Regions from separate parts of the Oryctolagus cuniculus genome. Here regions 1 and 2 are each linked to region 3. A link is a contact called in public Micro-C data. All regions are on one chromosome and are shown on one strand. Each heading gives the region's core, a stretch centred on a gene start, on an enhancer-like site or on the middle of the called end of the contact. The rest is flanking DNA. Distances are from core to core; before and after follow the strand shown. Region 1 overlaps CDK6 (cyclin dependent kinase 6). Region 2 overlaps CDK6 (cyclin dependent kinase 6). Region 3 holds the start of CDK6 (cyclin dependent kinase 6).

Region 1 (4,387 bases), core at 657-3,156, 200 kb after region 3:
TTGAGAGCTGGGTCTTCTGCCTGGTTTATCCACCTTTCCACTACACATGGCTAACTGCCTCTGTCCAGTTCTAAAGAAGTCTCTACAGGGGACACAGCCCTCCCCTGTTCTAGAAATAACACTTCTACCTGAAGGGCTAGTGAGCTTGGATGGCCACGTTCATGGCCATGTTGATGTGTTCTAGGGAGCCAGGATTAATCATTTTGCCCCCATGAGGAAGTAGCAATAAATCATGCACCGAAAATAACGCCTTGGCTGCTAAATTCTGCTTAGTAGGTGGTTTCCCAAGGATGATCCAATGCAATGAGTCATCGCCCTGAGCACTTATCCGTCCATTATTTCTCTTTCTGAGTAACCCTCCGTGCTTTCAGTTGCATGTTGTTTAACCTCTAGAGCCTCCTGGGAGGGCCAGAGTCTCATCCCTGTGAACCGAAACAGATGCCACTCCATCCCCCAGGTGCCCCTCTTTTCCTTCTGCTTCTACTTTTCAGAGCAAAATACTGTGCTTCAGGAGAACAGGCGGGAGGACAACCTCAGACGCACACTGACAGCTTCCCCCAAGGTGGTAGCAGCTCCAGGATGAAAATTTAAAATTTAAAATTCCACTTCCTCAGTGAGGCATGTGAATACTGGAAGGATATAAAATCTTTTCCAGATTAATTCCATGGGTTTAGGCAACTCCTACCCAGAAACCCATTGGGATTTTCTAAAATGAATTAATGGGTTGTGGTAAGAGTTAAAATGATGAAAATAACCAAGAATTTTTTTATGTTTAAAAAAAAGAGAGCTGAGAAGGGAAACTTCTACCAAGCACAGAAATGTAGTCTGTAACTTTAGTCATGCAAACTAACGTGGTGCCAAGCAGAAGTGACAGACATTAATGGAGCAGAATGGAGAACCAGAAGAGAGACCTGGATTTGGGAAGTGATGTAATGTACCATAAATCACAAAACTGGGTAGATAGAAGGACTTGTTCAACAAATGAGGTAGGGTAACGGGTCACCTTGATGGGCAGAATGGTAATCTGATTTTTTTTTTTATTTTTTTTTGGACAGGCAGAGTTAGACAGAGAGAGAGAGAGAAAGGTCTTCCTTTTTCCTTTGGTTCACCCCCCAAGTGGCTGCTACGGCTGGCACGCTGCACCGATCCGAAGCCAGGAGCTAGGTGCATCCTGCTGGTCTCCCATGTGGGTGCAGGGCCCAAGGACCTGGGCCATCCTCCACTGCCTTCCCGGGCCACAGCAGAGAGCTGGACTGGAGGAGGAGCAACTGGGACAGAATCCAGCACCCCAACCAGGACCAGAACCCAGGGTGCCAGAGCTGCAGGTGGAGGATTAGCCAAGTGAGCTGTGGTGCCGGCCAGTAATCTGATTATTATTATTATTATTATTATTATTATTATTATTCCTTACTATAAAATACATGACAGATGGCTTAGAAAGTTAAATAGGTAAAATTAAACCATAAAAGAATAAAGAAGCTATAGGATATATTTGCAACCCAAATGGAGATAAATATTCAAGCCATTGCAAAGTCACTGGATGGGCATTTGGTCTGGGTCCCATATTGGAGTACCTGGGTTCGATGCCCAGCTCCAACTCCTGACCCCCATCTTCCTGCTAAAGCATACCCTGGGAGGCAGTGGTGATGGCTGAAGTGACTGGGTTTCCACCACACACAGGAGCGTCCTGAATTGAGTTCTCAGCTCCTGGTCTCAGGCCAGTCACAGCCATTGTGGGCCTTTGCTCATCAGAAAATAAAAACACTACAAAATTAAAACATGGTAGTCTTGGAATATCCTTAATGAGTCAAAGAGCTCTTAAAAGTAGTTGGCAGTCAGTGCCATGGCTCAAAAGGCTAATCCTCCGCCTGCGGCACCGGCACCCCAGGTTCTAGTCCCCGTCGGGACACCAGATTCTGTCCCGGTCGCTCCTCCTGCAGTCCAGCTCTCTGCTGTGGCCTGAGAGTGCAGTGGAGGATGGCCCAAGTGCTTGGGCCCTGCTCCCGCATGGGAGACCAGGAGAAGCACCTGGCTCCTAGTTTCGGATCAGCGCGGTGCGCCGGCCGCAGCAGCCATTTGGGGGTGAACCAACGGAAAAGGAAGGCCTTTCTCTCTGTCTCTCTCTCACTGTCCACTCTGCTTGTCAAAAAAAAATTATAAAATAAATAAATAAAAAGTAGTTGGCAAACCATTAACATACTCCAGTGTAACAACACTACTTCGGTAGCTGCTTATAAATGTGTTCAAGTGCTGAATGAGGTTTGTAAACAGAACACAGTTCGGATGACACAGGAGAATGAAGGAAACTCGATCTTATTTTCCACTCACATATTCTTTGTTGAGAGGCAGTTAAAGGAAACTGCATGTTATGCTATAAATACTGAGGACAGTTTGTCCACACTGACACTTCCATTTCCTAAAATGAAACCTCACCGACCCGCAGGGAGAAAAAAGGCTGGCTTTGTGAGGCAGCTCAATGCCAGAAAGCACATCCCCATGGGCAGAGCTTCCTCTGATGAGTCATCCACAGTTGTCAAACACCAACTTTCCTTTGTTTGCAGAAATAAGGTCCGTGGAAGCACAATCGTCTGTATCATTTAATTGTGTTGTGTTCATATCTGAATTCCCATCTGTCACAAACCTCGTGTGCCCACCATGAAAAATCGCATTCCTCAAATTTTACTGAAAAAAAAAAAAAGCCCATTCCACTGGGTCTGTTCTATCTAGATAGTCTGTGAAATTTCTGAGGAATGCTGTGGGCTTTGTTTCCTGTACTAAATTGTTGAATTATCACACTTTATTGGATCCTGCCCAAAATGTGCTGGATAGAAACAGCACATTCATGCAGGAGACCAGTTGTCTTTACCATTCATAAAGGAACAAGGAAAAGGCTACTACAGCTCCCCGTCCGGAGATGAGGCTCTCCGAGGGCAGGTGAAAATGTGTGTGCAGATCATTTTTTTTTTAGTTACGTCCTTGATTCTTTTCTTAAAAGGCTTGAGTGGACTTCAGCCATAGCTTTGTTATGACTGCCACCCACTTTCTTGTCTCTTTGTACTTGCTCAGGTGGGGGATGGGGGGCTCCAGGGCCAGCACTCAGATCCTGCTCTGGGGCATGGTGCCTTCTTAGCTCGTTCAGAAAGAAAAGATCTGTAGAGGTGCAGTCTTACCATTTGTAAAAGAAAAAGAAAAGCCGGGAGGCAATGCCATGGGATTTCTTTTTTTCTGTTTATTACTCCCCAGACTTTCTTCAATGCATATGCATTTTACAACCCGCAAAACAGTTTTGTTATTTTTTTTTAAAGTACCCACCCATGGGAGCCAGCATTGTAGCACATTGAGTTAAGGTACCACCTGCAATGCCAGCATCCCATACGGAGTCCCAGGCTGCTCCACTTCCCATCCAGCTCCCCACTGATGTGCCTAGGAAGGCTAACAGAAGATGGCCCAGATGCTTGGGCCTCTGCTACCCTCATGGGAGCCCCAGATGAGGTTCCAGGCTCCTGGCTTCAGCCTGGCCCAGCCCTGACCATTGCAGCCACTTGGGGAGAAAATAGATGGAAGATCACTCTGTGTCTCTGCCCACCCCCATCTATGTAACTCCTTAAAAACTTTTAAAATTCAATAAATCTTAAAAAAAAAAATACTACCCTACCCATCATTAAAAGTACAAATTCAGTGGTGGGCATTTAGGCTAGCAGTTAAGATCCTGGTTGGTTGGTGTGCCTGTATCCCACTACCAAGTTCCTAGGTTTGATTCTCAACTCCAGCTGCCTGCTAATGCAAACCCTGGGGGCAGCAGGGAGAGCTCAAGTCATTCCGTGCCTGCCACCCACATGGGGAAACCTGGGTTGAGTTCCCAGCTCCTGACTTCAGCTCAGCCCCTCACTGGCTGTTACAGACATCTCTCCGTGTCCCTCTTCCTCTTCCTCTTCCTCTCTCTCTCCCTCTCCCTGCTTCCCTCCCTGTGAAATAACTGCAGCAAATAAGCTCTTTGAACAATTAAGCTGGCTTTTAGTGCTGATAAAAGGCATGCAGACTTTGTGGGCTGATAGACCTGTCAGGAGCGACACGTAGACAGCATCACCGCCATCCCAGGGCCAGAGCCCCTATGTGTGTGCTAACACATCACAGTTGTTTGCTTCTTAAGGGAAAAAAAATGAGAAGATGAGTTTTCCACTGTTGGGAGTATTTTTAACCAATGATTGAATTCAATTTGAGGATATTTTTAGATCATTTGTAATACTCTGTTAGTGACTTTTGGTTCTCTTTTGAGCTAAGGCTTTTTTTTTTAAAGCCACTTCAGCCAACAAACACTAATATTTCAGAAAATGTCTAATGATTTTTTTCCTCCCCCAAATCAACATAAAAACCTTCAGCCTTGGAA
Region 2 (4,297 bases), core at 768-3,267, 140 kb after region 3:
AAAGGTGAACATAATAAATGAGCCTAAATATTAGTCAGTTGATGGCACAAAGAAAGTATTACAGCTTCATGCCTTGCACTGGAAGTTGTTTGTTCCTGTTTTCGTTCAGTAATACAACGAAAAACCTCCAACTGAACATAGCTGCTTGAATAGAAGCTGGGTAATCCTTGGGAGTTCCTAGTAACAGTAGTATCCCAGTTGGGGAGAGCCGTGAGTGTTCTGAGCTGTGTGGCAGCCATGGGTGCTGTCTGTGTCCGTGGCCGCCACACTCAGTGGTTACATGTGCAGACTCAGGGGTTACACCTGGGTTTGAATTCCAGCTCCAGCAGTTCTGGGACTTTGCTGTAGTTGTTAACATGTTGTGAGCACTGGTTTGTTTCTTACCTAGAAAATGAGTTAAAAAGTGCGGAGCCCATCTCCCAAATTTTGACAGCTTTTAAATGGCGTGAAGTACGTCAAGACCTTAGGAAGGGCCAGGCCTACTGAAAACCCAGGCTAAAGCTCGCCTCTTAACTATTATTACGTCTTCTCTGTTGTCAGGCTCTGGGGCTTCTTTGAGCTTCTCAAAACATTCTTTCAAGTCAGTGTCTGCTTTAGAGTTGAATATATTTACTTAATCACCACTGACTTCCACTGTAGATAGCAAGGAACAGGTTGTTTGGTCTGTAATGAAAACCGGGGCGGTAGTTTGGATTGCCGCAAAGCATGCTCTGAGAAACTGCAATTTTAATAACTCTTTGCAGATGCACTTATTAAGATCCAATTATTAGTAGAGAAGCACTGGAAAAGGGTACTCAGATAGCATTGTTCTTCCTGAGATGGGCTTCCGACTACAGGATTCGCATACTTGATGACGTTATAGACGCTGCCTGGTAACACGGAGGCCAGAGCTTCATCTCCAGATGCGAAGAGAAAATCCCTCATTATTGTCTCCTGTTTGATTGAGTGATTTTCACAAGACTTCATTTTAATGACTTTTGTGCATTTTCTGATGTATGCTGTGTTTCACTTTTTTCTGCTAGGAATCTTAACCCTCTTGAAGGCAGGAACCATGTTAGGAGTTCACAGACTCTGAAATTAGAATTGCACGACTCATCGCCCCGCACTTCAATATGCTGTCCAGTCAGTGTTAATGATGATTGACATGTCCGTCCCAGACGTCTGTAAATCCATGAAACCGGTCCTAGACCAAAGCGCTTGCTTAAATAGACACGAGTCCCTGGCATCAGATCAATTTTTCTTAAAGTAAATCTGAGGTTCTGAAAACATTCGGAGGCCTTTAATAATATCACTGAATCATGTAGTAAGGACTTGATAAAGCATACATTTTTATGAGAAGTTCTCTGTGTTAGGGTTAAAAGATTATTAATCCCTCTCCCCAAAACAATAACAACAACAATAATCGGCCACATGTGGTTAGCTTTGACTGCAGAACTGGAAAACTAGGTTTTCATTTCTGCAACTGGCGTTTTTCTCCCCGGCTGCTTTTTAAGTTGGGCTGTTAGCAATTTAGCCTGTCTTTAATTTTAAGCACCATTCTTCTAGTCAGGAGATCCCAATAGGAAGCCCTGCTTCCCACAGCCCAGCCGCTCATTGGCTCGCTGGCAAAAGAGCATTTCTGCATACATTGGATGCTTCCTTCTCCCCTGGAGACCAAATATGCTCATGTTTCACAATCCCCTGGTTTGTGAGCTTGAGTCCATTGCCTGAAGCTGGAAACTTTCACTTGGGAGGACACAGCACACATCAGGATCCAGACCCAGTGCCCCCGACAGTGCCCGTGGGTCTGACAGCAGATTGAATGCATACTTTTCTCTTAATCCAGTGTTTCTGAGCTGCCCCAGCCGAAATCAGAAACCGATGTGCCTGAGAGAGGTGTCCTTCAAAGAAAGGTATTTCCTTTGTGCAGCTCTAGTGCACTCAGAATTCAAGGGGTTAACCTGAGAGCTGCTTTGAAAACAGAGGCGAAGGTCACTGGCGGCAACAGCAAAGACTTTTAAAGCTGCCGTCCTGAGCCTTTCAGCCTGCCTTCCCCACCCAGGGGATTGTAAACATTGGCTCCCGGCCACCCTGTCCCACAGCACAGAACTTCTCTGTGCTTCCAGCATATACGTTTATGCTTCTCGATGGAAGCTGGAGTCAGGCGTGTTCCTGCTCTGCGCCCAGAGAACACGTCTCTGTTCGGTGCGGGGGGGGGGGGGGGGCAGCCCGTCCTGCAGGAATGTGAAAGCAGCAGATACGCTTATTTAGCGGTGCTTCCCATGGAACTGAGCCGCTGCTCTGGTCTGTCTGGAGCAGAAAGAATGTGTAGAATGCTGTCACTTAATCAGCACCCAGAGGAGCTCTTTTATCTGCCATTTGTTAGTAACCAGCAGTATTGCCCTTATCTCTCTGTCCTTTCCCTGGATCCAGTGCCCTCAGATAGGAGAACTCCTAACATGAAAGCACTTATTACCTTGAGCATTGCTTCTTGTTTTTCTTTTTCAAAACTCCGAGTTCCTTAATCACCAGCAAAGCAGCTGTGGGACTTTTTTTTGGTGTTGTAATTTAAGTGAAGTTGCCATGGTTGTTTGGTAACGTTACAAGCCTGATGACTGACGCTATCATTCACACCTGATTTTTCAAACATCTGTACTGACACAGTCACAGGACCCTTTATCGATTGGGTTGCATGAGAGCAGAATGGAATTTCCAGAGATCTATTATATAGCTTATAGTTCTTCCTCCTGAACCTTTCACTCTTTTGAAAGGGGTTAATATTCTCTTGTCTATAAGTAATTTCATGTCATTTCCGTCATTTGAAGCGATATTTTTTCTGGAGATGAGAGCCGAACATTCATTTTGATCCACATATTACTATGGATAAGAGCAGAAAGAAATGTACCCTATCCCATTCCTTTTTGCTCTTTTGAAAGTGGCCATGTTTCAGGGGAAGCCATGTAAAATTATCGGCTGCTTACTATTGTACCCAGTGTTCAACTTCCCCTTTGTCGAGTTTCCATTTCTTCCATGTCATGTTCCCAGATGGTGTCACGGAGCATGTAGAATTTATTCATTCTTCATTAAAGAATTCCAGGGTTGGGAGGACTTCAGAAATAATCTAATGTGACTTCTTGATTATATAGTTGAGGAAACTGAGGCCTAACAATATAATACTACTTGTTCTTACAAGATAATAAATAAGTATACAGAATGTATCTGGCCTGAAAGCCCTGGTGTGCAGATCTCAAGTCCAGGTCACTTTCCCGTAATCCATCTATAGTCTTGTACTGTGTGACGTTAACAGATGACCAAACATGAGGTTAATAAACAAGTGACACTGACACATGTGAGTACCTCAGCAGGTAGAAGACAGCATAAGTCATGACTAGCAGCAGATGCATTGTACACCAAGCAGGAGGTCCGGTGAGGTCTTGGTTTTCACTTGTCCCCAAGGCACCTGGTAACTGATAACTTCTATCATTCAGCTTATTGACTTGCCACATATCAGTTTCACTATAAGTTTCTCACAATTCCTGTAGAATCCCCTTTTGCTCTTGCCTATTTAACACGTTAAGGATGACTTCACACTAATTACAACAGTGAGCTCTACATAGGACCAAAGCTATTCACAGAGGCTAATTCATAGCACTGCAAGCTTTTATGACTAGATGAGAAAGATTGAATACAAATATAAAAGTCTTCAGTCTAAGGAACATAAAAGGAATTCTTTCAACAAACTTCCATTGTATTTATTGTTTTTTAGAGACCAATGTGACATATATGCATGAAGAACAAGAACATTGTTAAACTACGTAATGATAAATTAATTAGAAAATAAATTGGGAGGCAGGAAAGGTTTAAAAATGAATGCATTAGAAAAGAGAATAATAGTAAACTGGAAAAATAAAGAAGCCAGAGAGTTGCTATATCATTACAACTGCAAACAGGCAATCCTCTGGCAGAGCTAATTGGAAAAAAGAGGGTCGTGGTAGAGAGCGCATCAGTCCACTGTGCTGCTGGGAACTTCTGCCTTTAACTTGGGGCAAGTGAGACAGGATTGTGTCTCAAGCCTGGGCACCCCTAGTTCTCCCTATGAGTGTCTCTTTCTGTTAGCCTAGGTAACAAAAACCAGTGTCTCATACTGTGTGTATATATGTTGCGGGTTTGGATGCAGGCAAAGAAGGAAAATATATCCTGCAGGAAGAGAGAGCTTGGGACTGGGCAAAACAGCCATGCCTGTCGTAATTTCCAACCTCATTCAAGTCATTGTCAGCGAGCACTGCGGGTGACCTCCACCTTGGGGAGTGTAAGGTTA
Region 3 (4,905 bases), core at 685-3,184:
ATGCGGAAATGTTGAAGCACTATGTCAAACTTTTTTGAAATGGGGTCAAGTCACATTCAGCCAGCGTGGGAAAGCAACAACAACAACAAAAAAAAGTGGAGGAGAGGGGGGGAAAAGGCACTGCTGCTCCCGTTTCTCTCGGCCGGAGCCGCCAGCCCGGGGGCCGGGGGGGAGAGGCGGGCGGTGCGGGGCCAGCGGGCGCAGTTCCCTGCGGGGGTGGGACGTCCCCGCCGCTTCCTTCGCCGCGGAGCCGGGGGCCGGACTCCGGCGGGAGGGGGAGGGGACGCGGGAGGGGCGGGTCCGGCGGCCGCCGGCGGCTCCCCCGCTACCTGTGTGGCCCTCGACCTGGCTCAGACCCCTGGGCGGGCTCTGGGGGCGCTTTCCTCGGCTCGCGGGGAGCGTTGTGAAAGGAGTGCGTGTGGGAGGCTCCGCTCTCGCTGCGGTCCGCTCCGCCCGCACGCCGGGCCGGGAGGTCGCGCCGCTTTGCCGCTGCCGCTGCTCCTTTAATCCCGGCCGGAGGCGAGCGGGCCCGCGGTTGCGGGGCAGGTAATGCCGAGGTGTCCCGGGAAGTGCGGACACGCGGCCGGCGCGGCGAAGGTCCGGCCGAGGCCGCGGCGGCCGCGGGGGAGGGAGGCTCCTTCGGCGGCGGAGGGCGGCTGAGAGGAGACGGGAAAGTGAGGGCACCCCCTCCGGGGCTTTGTTGTGCGGAGGGCTCCGGCCCCCGGCTGCACGCGGGACCCGGGCTCCCGGGAGCCGGGGGGCCACGGCGCCGCGGACGGCCTCGCGGGTTGGGGAAAGGGTGGCGAGGGCAGGCTCCGGGGGGCGCAGCCCCTTCCCCCTCGGCCCGGGAGGCGCAGCGTCGACGCCCCCCGCCCCCACCACCCTCTGGGGAGGTAGCGTTCGGCTCAGGTTGACCTGGGCTGGAAACTTCGGGGCGAGTCGGCGGTCCTGGTGTCTTCCTCCCCGCGCTGAGTCCCGGAGGCGGACGCCCCTCGCCCCCACCCTCGGCATCCCACGTGGGGCTGCCCCTTCCAGGGCCTCCGGCTCGCCCACCCCGGCGCAGCCCAGCCCGCCCCGACCAGATGGCTGATTCTCCCGGGGTTTCCACCAGGGAGGTCCCTCGGAGTCGGAGGCAGGATTGCGTTCCCGGCCGAGGCGCCTCGGCCCCCGGCGAGACCACGTACGTGTGCGCCGCGTCTTTAAAGGTCTCCCCCTTAGAAAAACTGAAAGTAGAAAAAGAAAGGAAGCAATTTCCGAGCAGATGCGTGACGACCCCTTCTCGCACCCTGCCCGGCCGCGGGCTCCGGGGTCCCGGGAGCCCCCACCCGCGTCCAGGCCCCCGGGCGGCGCGGCGCGCGAGGGATCCGCGCGGAGCCGTGACATTGACGCGCCCGGCGCCTCCCCTCCCCCGCGCTCCCGGCACACTCCGGGCCGCTCGGCACGCCCCCTCCCGTTGCCCTGCGTCCCGCGCGGCGCGCTCATCCCCGAGGGGCCCCTGCAGCCTCGCCGCGCGCAGACGGCTGCAGCCCTGCGGGGAGAGAAAGTGACCTCGCTTTGCTCGGGAGGAGCCAGGCAGGCTTGGGCGGCGCGGGAGAGGGCCGGGCGCGCGTGGGGGCGCCGTGGAGGAGGGGAGGCTGCAGGAACCCCGAGGAAGGCTCCCGGGCGGTCTGACTTGTCGTCCTCTCTCCTGTCCCCCGTTTCAGTCGCAAAGACCCCGGACCGAGACGCGCTCGGGTGGAGACTATGTGATCGCCTCGGTGTCGGTGCGGAGGACTTCGCTTCGGGGAGGGAAGAGGAGGGCTCGGCTCGCTCCCCGGCGGCTCGGCAGGCGGAGTTTCGCCGCGGCGGCACCAGGGTTGCGCCAGCCCGCGCCGGAGCCGGCGGGGCCGAGGAGAGCGGGACCGAGCTCCGGGGAGCCGCGGCGTGCAGGCGGCATGGAGAAGGACGGCCTGAGCCGCGCCGACCAGCAGTACGAGTGCGTGGCGGAGATCGGGGAGGGCGCCTACGGGAAGGTGTTCAAGGCCCGCGACCTCAAGAACGGAGGCCGGTTCGTAGCGCTGAAGCGCGTGCGGGTGCAGACGGGCGAGGAAGGCATGCCGCTCTCCACCATCCGCGAGGTGGCGGTGCTGAGGCACCTGGAGACCTTCGAGCACCCCAACGTGGTCAGGTGAGCCCTGGGGTCCGCGCCGTCGGGGGCCCGGGGAGGTGCGGGCTTCGCCGGCGCCGTGCCGCCGGTGTTTTCTCCCCGACCGCCCCGAGGGCCTTGCGGGGGAGGCCTTGGGGGCAGAACCAACAGACCTGAGACCACTGCTGCTTGCGTTTCCCGGCTTCGGGGGATCTTTCTTTCTTTCTTTCTTTCTTTCTTTCTTTCTTTCTTTCTTTCTTTCTTTCTTTCTTTCTTTCTCTTTCTCTCTCTCTCTCTCTCTCTCTCTCTCTCTCTCTCTTTCTTTCTTGCGACTGCAAAGGAGAGGGAGCAGGTTGTCCGTGTGATAAGCGAGGAGAAAACTTCTAGGGTGGAGCCTTGCACAAATGAGGTCTTTAAAAATGCAGAAACGGATAAGAATATGTTTGCTAATCACACCCAGTTTCTCTGTATTAAAGTTGCACAATGAGAATGGCTTACTGATGATCCGGGGAGTCGCCCAGTGGCAGACAGCATCGTCCCAGAGCTGTCATCCTTCTTGTCCGTGCCACTTCTCTCTGGGCTGGCATAGCCCCTGGACCACCGCTGCCAAGGGATGGGTGTCCAAGGTGTGGTGGCTTTAGATTCTCAGTGCTCTTTGTCCTTGCTTTTCCTGGGTGACTGGCAGGAGTGGGGTACGCAGTCAGTCCCTGAAGTCTCTGCTGTGCTGTGACCGGTATTAAAGATATTAAATGAAACTGTGTGTGTGTGTGTGAGTGAGACTTAGGGGAATGGTGGGTTCTTGGTGATCCTGGAATCGCCCCTTTGCGCAGTTGACTGTGTGTGCGTTTGTGTCATCTTGTTTTTAAACAGAGGAGCTGCATGGCTTCAGGTCACAAAGGCATGCACGGAGGCAGAGCGGGTTGTGGACTCCTCACGCGTTGGGAGAAGGAGGTCCCAGACCCTCCTTCCGCGAGGCATTGTGCTCAACACTTACGTGCCTGCTGCGTGCGCTGCGGATGAAGTGATGTAAATAAGCATGGCTAAATATTTTTGTGAAAAGTCAAACAGTTTAACATTACTCATCAAAACGGAGCGACCCGAGAATGACCTGAAATACCAAACCCTGGACAGGCTCAGGGAGACCGGGTGCCTGCAGTCTCCGTGGGAGGTTCTGACCTGCCTCTTCTTACCCTAGGCTGGGTGATTGGTGTAGTGTTTTGTTCCCAAGACAGTGAAGACTCAGGCTGGAAGGCAGCAGAGAATCATAAATACATAAATAAGGTAGTAAATGACTGTAAAGATAGGACTCCATTATACCTCTCCATCAGCTTGTCAAGGGTGGAGGTCGAAGATAAAGAGACTGGGAGAGTGTTTTGGGAGGTGGGCTTACATATTAAAGCGACAGGTTACCTTTTCTCCGTGTTTTTGAAAAAACTAAACAAACAAACAAACAAAAAAACAAAATACCCCTGGAGGGTGTGTTTGTTGGTATCAGAGTGGGCGTAGAGGGGACAGTTAGCTCCCTCTAACTTAGTACTTTCCCTAGGGTGTCGCCTAAGCCCTTCCAAAGGGTGACTTCACCAGTAGAATTTTGAGACCAAGATTTCTGGTTTTGTCCCATCCCAGGCAGCTGCCACATCTGACCTTCCAGCATGGGGGTGTTACAGAGGCACGCTGGTGGTACTACCACTGTTGTTAACGAGGCAGGACTCGCTCTCCTGACGGAGGAGAGCTCGCGCCCCGTGCTGCCGCGCTGGGGCCCCTCCGTCCCACCCGCGGGGTGAAACCTGCTGAGGCTGGTGTGTCTTCAGAGATCTCTCACTGAGCCACAACTGAGATTCTGCACTGCAAATGTCAGGAGGATTTACTTAACGAATCAGAAGACACCTTTTTCTAAGACTGTCTTTGCCTGTTGAGCGGTGCGGTGCCACCCACCCCTTGGAGTTGGTAGTTGGTGAGGGTCAAGTGAGACGCCATGTGTGAAAACACTTTGTGCATCTAGAAGCACTTCAGGTGTCTACACATTGTGTTCCTGAAGATTAGTGGGACGCGCTTGCCCAGAACAGGTTCCCAGCAGGCATCAGTGCACCTGGCCTTTTTATTTTTTTTTCCAAGAACAAATCATATTCATACCCTTAGATTACAGGCTTCGGAGCCACAGGGGCTACTTGAGTACAGTGAGCCTGTAGTTTGTCCACAAAGGCTGTCAGTCATATGCCATGAAGCTCAGTGACACTTGAGGAAATTATTGATGATGTCACCCTCACGAGCTACAGATCTCTCTTCCTGTTTCATTTCCTTCCTGTTTCTTCTTCCACCGCTGCCTTGGGACGACCACTGGCTCCCATGATCGCCACACTGAGCACACTGAGCAGTAACGGATTTCAGAGGTGGCTACTCTGTTCAGGCAGAGTCAGGAAATCAAGGACAGGTGACGGCAGTTCTTCTCTGCGGAGAGGGAGAGAGAGAGTTGTCAGTTTGACCCCAAGCCTGTGATTTGTTGCTGCCCCCAGGATCAGCTTTACAGGCTGATGCTTGGTTCTTTAAATGTTTCTTAAAAGGGCAGATGCCATTATAAGTGCCTCCAAGTCATAAGTAATTGATCGTAATTACAGGCCCTCCCCGCAGATAGTTAAGCCTCTAAGCTTGAAGGAGCATAATAAACATATTAGTTTTTTTTTTTCCAAAAGTTTAAGATTTAATTTTGATGGACTTGCCAGGAGCGCTGACTTGTTGCTGCTGGCACTGACACAGCCTGCATGCACAGAGACAAGGATTGG

The links. Hi-C and Micro-C count contacts between places; a contact is called where the count stands out from the background.
Region 1: a contact with region 3 is called in a Micro-C map of ear pinna, with 2.8 times the contacts expected there. The contact joins the enhancer-like site here to the promoter of CDK6 in region 3. A contact is called at or near these places in 3 of 6 Hi-C or Micro-C datasets (ear pinna, psoas muscle and an unstated tissue).
Region 2: a Micro-C map of ear pinna shows a contact between it and region 3, with 5 times the contacts expected there. The contact joins the enhancer-like site here to the promoter of CDK6 in region 3. A contact is called at or near these places in 2 of 6 Hi-C or Micro-C datasets (ear pinna and psoas muscle).

What each region holds. Positions count from the first base shown.
Region 1 is chr16:43,145,900-43,150,286 of mOryCun1.1, forward strand. The region is part of intron 4 of CDK6 (cyclin dependent kinase 6); the gene reads left to right. Among named protein-coding and RNA genes, the nearest start is that of FAM133B, 44 kb to the right of the region's middle. Within about 2 kb of position 1,907, at least 2 of the 8 cell types and tissues checked have an H3K27ac peak or open chromatin away from gene starts, as enhancers often do. A contact at or near this core is called in ear pinna, where this site is marked.
Region 2 is chr16:43,088,209-43,092,505 of mOryCun1.1, forward strand. The region is part of intron 3 of CDK6 (cyclin dependent kinase 6); the gene reads left to right. Among named protein-coding and RNA genes, the nearest start is that of FAM133B, 100 kb to the right of the region's middle. Within about 2 kb of position 2,018, at least 4 of the 8 cell types and tissues checked have an H3K27ac peak or open chromatin away from gene starts, as enhancers often do. A contact at or near this core is called in ear pinna, where this site is marked.
Region 3 is chr16:42,947,346-42,952,250 of mOryCun1.1, forward strand. CDK6 (cyclin dependent kinase 6) reads left to right here and starts at 1,935. Exons shown (of 8, transcript XM_051853341.2): 1 at 1,935-2,167. The coding sequence starts at 1,935. LOC103349473 (translation initiation factor IF-2) reads right to left here and starts at 1,482. Exons shown (of 3, transcript XR_011383218.1): 1 at 1-1,482. LOC138845903 (a long non-coding RNA gene) reads right to left here. Exons shown (of 2, transcript XR_011383220.1): 2 at 4,214-4,573.